Linked DNA regions of Mus musculus: region 1 is linked to region 2. Evidence: chromatin contacts called from public Hi-C data. All regions are on one chromosome and are shown on one strand. The core of a region is the stretch at or near the end of the contact, and the rest is flanking DNA. Distances in the headings are between cores, read along the strand shown.

Region 1 (2,961 bases), core at 129-2,628, 390 kb after region 2:
CCAGGCTCTTGTGCTAACAGAGTTTCTTGGTCTCTGAATTACTTACATTTGGGGATCAATAATCCTTCACTGTGTGGTGCTGTCTTGTACATTGAGGAGTGTTTACCAGCATTCCTGTCCTCAATCCAACAAACACCCTTTTCAATTCTGACAATCAAAAATGTCTCTAGGCATTGTCAGATATATCCCCTGCAGGGGGAAAAAATATGCCCTCGGTTGAGGACTGCCTTATAGCAAAAAGGGAATGGGGCAGGACACGCTGGCCTAAATAATGGTCTTCCAACCATGTCCTCAACTTCATTCTTGGAGCCTGTAAATCTCTTACCGTATACAAAGAAAAGGCTTTGTAATTAAGGTCATAATGATGGGAAGGTTATTTTGGATTATCTAGTAGGCCCGATATAGCTACCAGAGTTCTGAAAACACAGAAGCTATTATGATGATAAGAACACAGACCAGAAAGCCTTGAAGACAGAGGAAGGGGCTCTGAGCCAAGTAGCGCAGCACACCTAGAAGGACAAAGACGCACGACTCACTGTCATTTCTCATTTCCTGTCTCATACCTTTGTGTTTATCTCAAATTATAACTCTAGTAAGACATCAATATAGGATCCATGACCCAAGGAATCCCTTAGTTGTATCAATATGCTATCTATGAAAGTCTTGGTTAGAAGCCATAATGCTTCCTGACTCGGCTGCCATCAGAGAGCAGCAGCCACGGCCTTGTGCTACCTCACGGCTGTGGGACTCAACAAGGGTTGCAAGGTGACAAAGAATGTTAGCAAGCTGAGACACAGCCAGCACCACGGACACCTCACCAAGCACACACCAAGTTCATGCGAGACATGATCCGGGAGGTGTGCAGCCTCGCGCACACCCTAAGAGCGGTGTGCCATGGCGTTGCTCAAAGTGTCAAAGGACAAGCGTGCACCCAAGTTCATCAAGAAGAGAGTAGGCAGCGTGCTGCGTTGAGCACGGGTGGGGGTGTGGCTGGCGGCAATGGCCGTGGGTGACAGGCTACTCCTCCTCACAGGTGGGCACGCACATCCACATCCGTGCCAAGAGAAAGGGGGAGGAGCCAAGCAACGTACTGGAAGCCATGAGGAAGGCGGTGGCCAAGAAGGATTGATGAACCCTCCCCCAATAAAAGATAATAACTACAAAAATTAAAAATAAAAATAAAAAAAGAAAGAAAGAAGACATAAATGCTTCAAAGATGGAGTACTGTTCTTCAGCATGCAGTGTCATTTATGGTGACACATGCTGGAAAGTAGTTATCTATGGAGAAGAGAAAATTAGACAGCGAATGCTCCAGACATCTCTTAGGAATTCTTAGTCCCATTCTGTGTGGTGACTAACTCGCTGTTTACCCCAGCCAAAGGCTTACCAAATGCCATTGAACTTATGTCATCGGGAACTTACGGCTCAAGTTTAACTGTGTTGAGTCTTATGGCAGCGTGACACAAGCTAGAATCATCTGAAGAGAGGGAAGCTCACTTGAAAAAAATGTCACCTAAGATCCAGCTCTAAGGCATTTTCTTAATTAGTGATTGATGGGGAGGGCCCAGCTCATTGTGCGTGGGGATGCTCATCACCTGTGCTGGTGGTCCTGAGGTCTACAAGCAAGCAAGGCAAGCAAGACATAGGGAGCAAGCCAGTAAGCAGCACCCCTCCATGGCCTCTGCATCAGCTCCTGCCTCCATGATTGATTGAGACTCAAGGTACTCTGTTAACCAAACCCCCTTGTAAAATCAAAAGCAAAAATCAAATTACATATTTCTGACATACAGTGGCTCAGTATATATATATCCATATCCACTCCAAAATGGAGAAATGGCAAGAAAATCCTGGGAATCCAAATTCTGTAGCTTCACGTCTGATGTCAAATATGTCCAATAGCTCTGTTGACTAGAAGATACTTCTCCCTTTGGGGTTGGGTTCCACCCCGTCTGCAGCTCCTGTTGGTAGATGCATCACTCATGGCTCTGACACTTCTCCAATATCCTGGTGTCTCCAATGCAATCAGGTTCCACTTTGGCAGCTTCCTACAATGTCCTCTCAGGGCCTCCGTACAGGGATTCAACTGCCGACTGCCTGGCACCAGCTGCTCTCTGTAACCACAGAGGAAGGTTCCAGAGCCACTTTCCTTATGTATCTTTCACGACTGTAAACCCGGAAGCTGCTGCCAGGCCCAACTGCCCCCTTCGGTATCACATCTGTAGCAGCTTTCCTTTGCTGCTTTTTAGAACCAGACAGACCCGACCCCCAGGCACATTAGCTGTGTGGGTCTTCTTTGTTTGTTTTGTTTTGTTTTTTCGAGACAGGGTTTCTCTGTGTAGCCCTGGTCGTTCTGGAACTCACTTTGTAGTCCAGGCTGGCCTCGAACTCAGAAATCTGCCTCTGCCTCCCAAGTGCTGGGATTAAAGACGTGCACCACCACCGAGTGGCACTGTGTGGGTCTTACCCTGAGGGCACAGCTCGCTTTAGTCAGTTCTCATCAGGCCTCTTCTTATCACCTTCAACACAAGCGTTGGCTACAATTTCCTAAGGCTCTTTTTGGCTCCAAAATACACATTTGGCATTTCTTGGGCCCAACTTTTAGACCTGTATAAATGTAGTTACCAGTAACCATGCAACAAAGCCAATATTCTGCTGTCTTGAAATCTCTTTCAGCCATTAATCTGTTGTTATTCATTTTTTCCTTAGGCGAACTTTTAGGACAAGGGCAAAAACTATTTTTTGGCAAAACACTATTTGCCAAAATAACACAAGAATGGTCTGATAGTTTGTATATGCTCTGCCCAGGGAACGGCACTATTAGAGGGTGTGGCCCTGTTGGAGTAGGTGTGTCACTGTGGGTGTGGGCTTTAAGACCCTCATCCTAGCTGCCTGGATGTCAGTCTTCTGCTAGCAGCCTTCAGATGAAGATATAGAACTCTCAGATCCTCCTGTACAATGTCT
Region 2 (3,056 bases), core at 48-2,547:
AACTGGCTTCCCCTTTCTCTCTCTCCTCATCTAACTCTCCTCTATGAAACTTTCTCTCTGCCCATGAAGTCGAGAAGGCGCCAAGAATTTTGAGAAACATGTTCAAGTATCCTTGGCTTTTCTTTTGCTCCCCAAACAGAAATCAAATCCATGTCCACTTCTATAACTAATGGTCTTTGTTGGAAAAGGAATTGTGTATAATTATATATATTTAATAATAATAAATTTCATATAAGGCATCATAACTAACTTCATAATAAAAAATATGGGTTCAATTAGGTTTTGTTTTTCTTCTTCTTTTATCCAGTTCAGAACTCCAGCCCAGGGGGAAGGTGCTGCCCACAGCCAGAGTGGGCCTCCCTCCTCAGTTAAACCTTTTTGGAAGAACCATCTCAGACATGACCAGAAGTGGTCTTCTAGGTGATCTTAAACCTAGTCAAGCTGACAGTAGTGACCTTCACAGCCACTCCCACCACCTACAAACCCATACATAACAGGGGTGTGTGCGCATGTCCACACACACACACACACAACACACACACATCTGCTTAATTTGAAAAGAAGTCAGAGAATCTGATTCCTCTTAGCCTTTGGTGTTTTACTAAATTCTTCTAAAACTAGATGTGATGGCTCCTGTCCAGCGCCTTGGGAAGCGAAAACAGAAGAACCTGAAGTTTCATGCCTGTACATGAGAGGGCGGGGGAGAGGAGGAGGGAAGGCAGAGAGCTCTTTTAAGGTTTAGAATGGGATAGAGGATACTGCAGAAATGCTAACACCTTATATGAATATCATTCCATACTCACTTTTAAGAATGTGCTCTCATTTAAGATCCAATACGCACTCTTAGAAATATTTAAGAAGGAAGGCCGTGTTTTATTTACATGGGATTATCTTTGAGTTCACCAGTTGCGACTGCATAGACTTTTTAGAAAATTATATAAAGTGTTTGAGGTAATTCCATCCCTTTTACTCTCTTAACAAAGAAACTCTAGGGATATTTCATGTATGTTTTTTAAAAAGTTATTAAGTAGATATATCAAGAGATTCCATGTGGAATATAAACTCATCACCTGCTCTTATTACATCAGTCTGTGGGCTTTGCTTCTATTTTTCTAAATCCCATATTAACTGCTATATATCATAAGCATTAGCTCAATCAAGAAGATTTTTTCTTAAAGGAAGCAGAGAAAATTGCCATGGCTGAAACCAAATGACTCCAACAGGAATGTTAGGAAGGCGTGCCAAGGAGATCACTCACTATGATTCACTCGCCCTTGTGGGAGATCATCATAGTGAGGAGATCACTCACTATGATTCACTCACCCGTTATCTGATAAAGATAATTTGAGTCAAGGGTGGAGTTCAGAGTGAAAGCAACCAAGAATTTATACTCAATTTTGCTGCTGCTGCTGCTATGGCCCCATGCACATTCCGGTGAGCTTATTGTATGGACATACACCCCTATGCTCAAGGCCACCAATCATAGCAGATCCCCCACAGTGTCATCTTTGACAGCTGGCCCCGTGCACATATGAGACCCAACTATTAACCACACAACACCACACACCATCACACACAAATCTCAGAAGCAGGTTCTAGACTGGTGTTCGACTTTGTTTCTTTATATGTTAACTAGAAGAACAGTGGAGAGATTCATCTGGCACAGAATTTTATTATTACAGTCACTATCCTGATGGGTTTCCTATTGAAGCCAAAAAGAAATAGTTCACTAAAGTACTTGCAATGATAAGCACTATCTGGAGAAAAAAATTATTAAAATAATATTAAAATCTAAAATGAATTCTATCTTGTGGATTTGGGGGAGTTGCTAATTTTTTTCAATAACACAATGGAAATGTCAGGAAGAATTTGCTCTCTAAGCTGATTCTGAATCACGGCCAGTCTGACCAGCTCATGACTGAGTGACACTCAGTTAAATGGGTCTGTGGCCCCACTTACTCCATAAGTGGGTAGGTCGGCACTTAGGATACCTCCTGTTAAAGCAATGGGGCTGAAGACACGCAGCAATGCTTAATGCTTACTGTTCTTCCAGAGGATGTAAGTTGGGTTCTGAGCACCCATGTCAGGCAACTCAAAACCACTTCTAGCTCCAGTTCCAGGAGATCTGAAACCTCTTCTGGCCTGTTCAGGTATTTGTATACACACACACACACACATAAAAATAGGAATAAATCAAAGAAAAACAAAAACCATACTAGTTGAATATGCTGGTGCATACCTATAATCCTAGAATTTGGGAAGCTAAGGCAGAAAAATCAAGAGATGTAGCCAGTCAACACTATCTCAAAGCAAAACAAGAAAAATGCATTGCCGTGGGACAGGCCAGACCCAGCACATAGTAGGAGCTTTAGACACCTAACCTCAAACTAAGCACATGCCACCGAGCATTGTCTCCATCGCTGGCTACCTAGATCGGAAAGTCCAAGTGAACAGCTGACGTGGTGTCATTTCCCAGGGCACACTTTGACACATCTCTTTTCAACCCTCGGAGTCCCTAAACACTCCCCGAGTCATACTTCCAGAAAGTCAAAACTGAGTTTTTACCCAGGCTAGGACCAGGACCTCTGGTGGTCTAGCCAGGGCAGGGAGAGTGTTATTTCTCCAGGGGTTCGAACACATAGCACTACAAAGACTGGGCAGAGGGAGAGAGAACCCAACCTGAAGGAATGAGGCAGAGAAGAATAATCCAGGGCTGGACTAGCAGAAACGCAGCAGCGAGCAGGGTGTCTCTAGCTAGCTGTGGCGTGCCGTTGTGAGCACACGCGGGGACAAGCGATAACCTGAGGAGATATGAATGATGTCTCCTTTTCCTCGTAAGTTCTTGAGGTGGTTAGAAAAATGTCCACATTCTGCCACACTCCTATCACTTGTCCCCCTCTCTTTAAACTCTGCGGACCATCTTAATCAATGTAAGAAAATGGATCTCATAACGTGTCACTTCTGAGGCTGGGACAGAAAAGCCCAGGTAGCCCCTCGGGATGTTGGCTCATCGCATTCTCAGATCCTTAACGTCTGTCTCTGCTGTACTGATGAGA

The links. Hi-C and Micro-C count contacts between places; a contact is called where the count stands out from the background.
Region 1: a contact with region 2 is called in a Hi-C map of the C2C12 cell line, with 5 times the contacts expected there. The contact joins two enhancer-like sites. A contact is called at or near these places in 2 of 484 Hi-C or Micro-C datasets (the C2C12 cell line and embryonic stem cells).

What each region holds. Positions count from the first base shown.
Region 1 is chr17:64,191,848-64,194,808 of GRCm38.p6, forward strand. It overlaps the pseudogene Rpl36-ps6. Among named protein-coding and RNA genes, the nearest start is that of Gm46590, 60 kb to the left of the region's middle. Within about 2 kb of position 1,379, at least 42 of the 459 cell types and tissues checked have an H3K27ac peak or open chromatin away from gene starts, as enhancers often do. A contact at or near this core is called in the C2C12 cell line, where this site is marked.
Region 2 is chr17:63,797,909-63,800,964 of GRCm38.p6, forward strand. No RefSeq gene overlaps it. Among named protein-coding and RNA genes, the nearest start is that of Fer, 65 kb to the right of the region's middle. Within about 2 kb of position 1,298, at least 50 of the 459 cell types and tissues checked have an H3K27ac peak or open chromatin away from gene starts, as enhancers often do. A contact at or near this core is called in the C2C12 cell line, where this site is marked.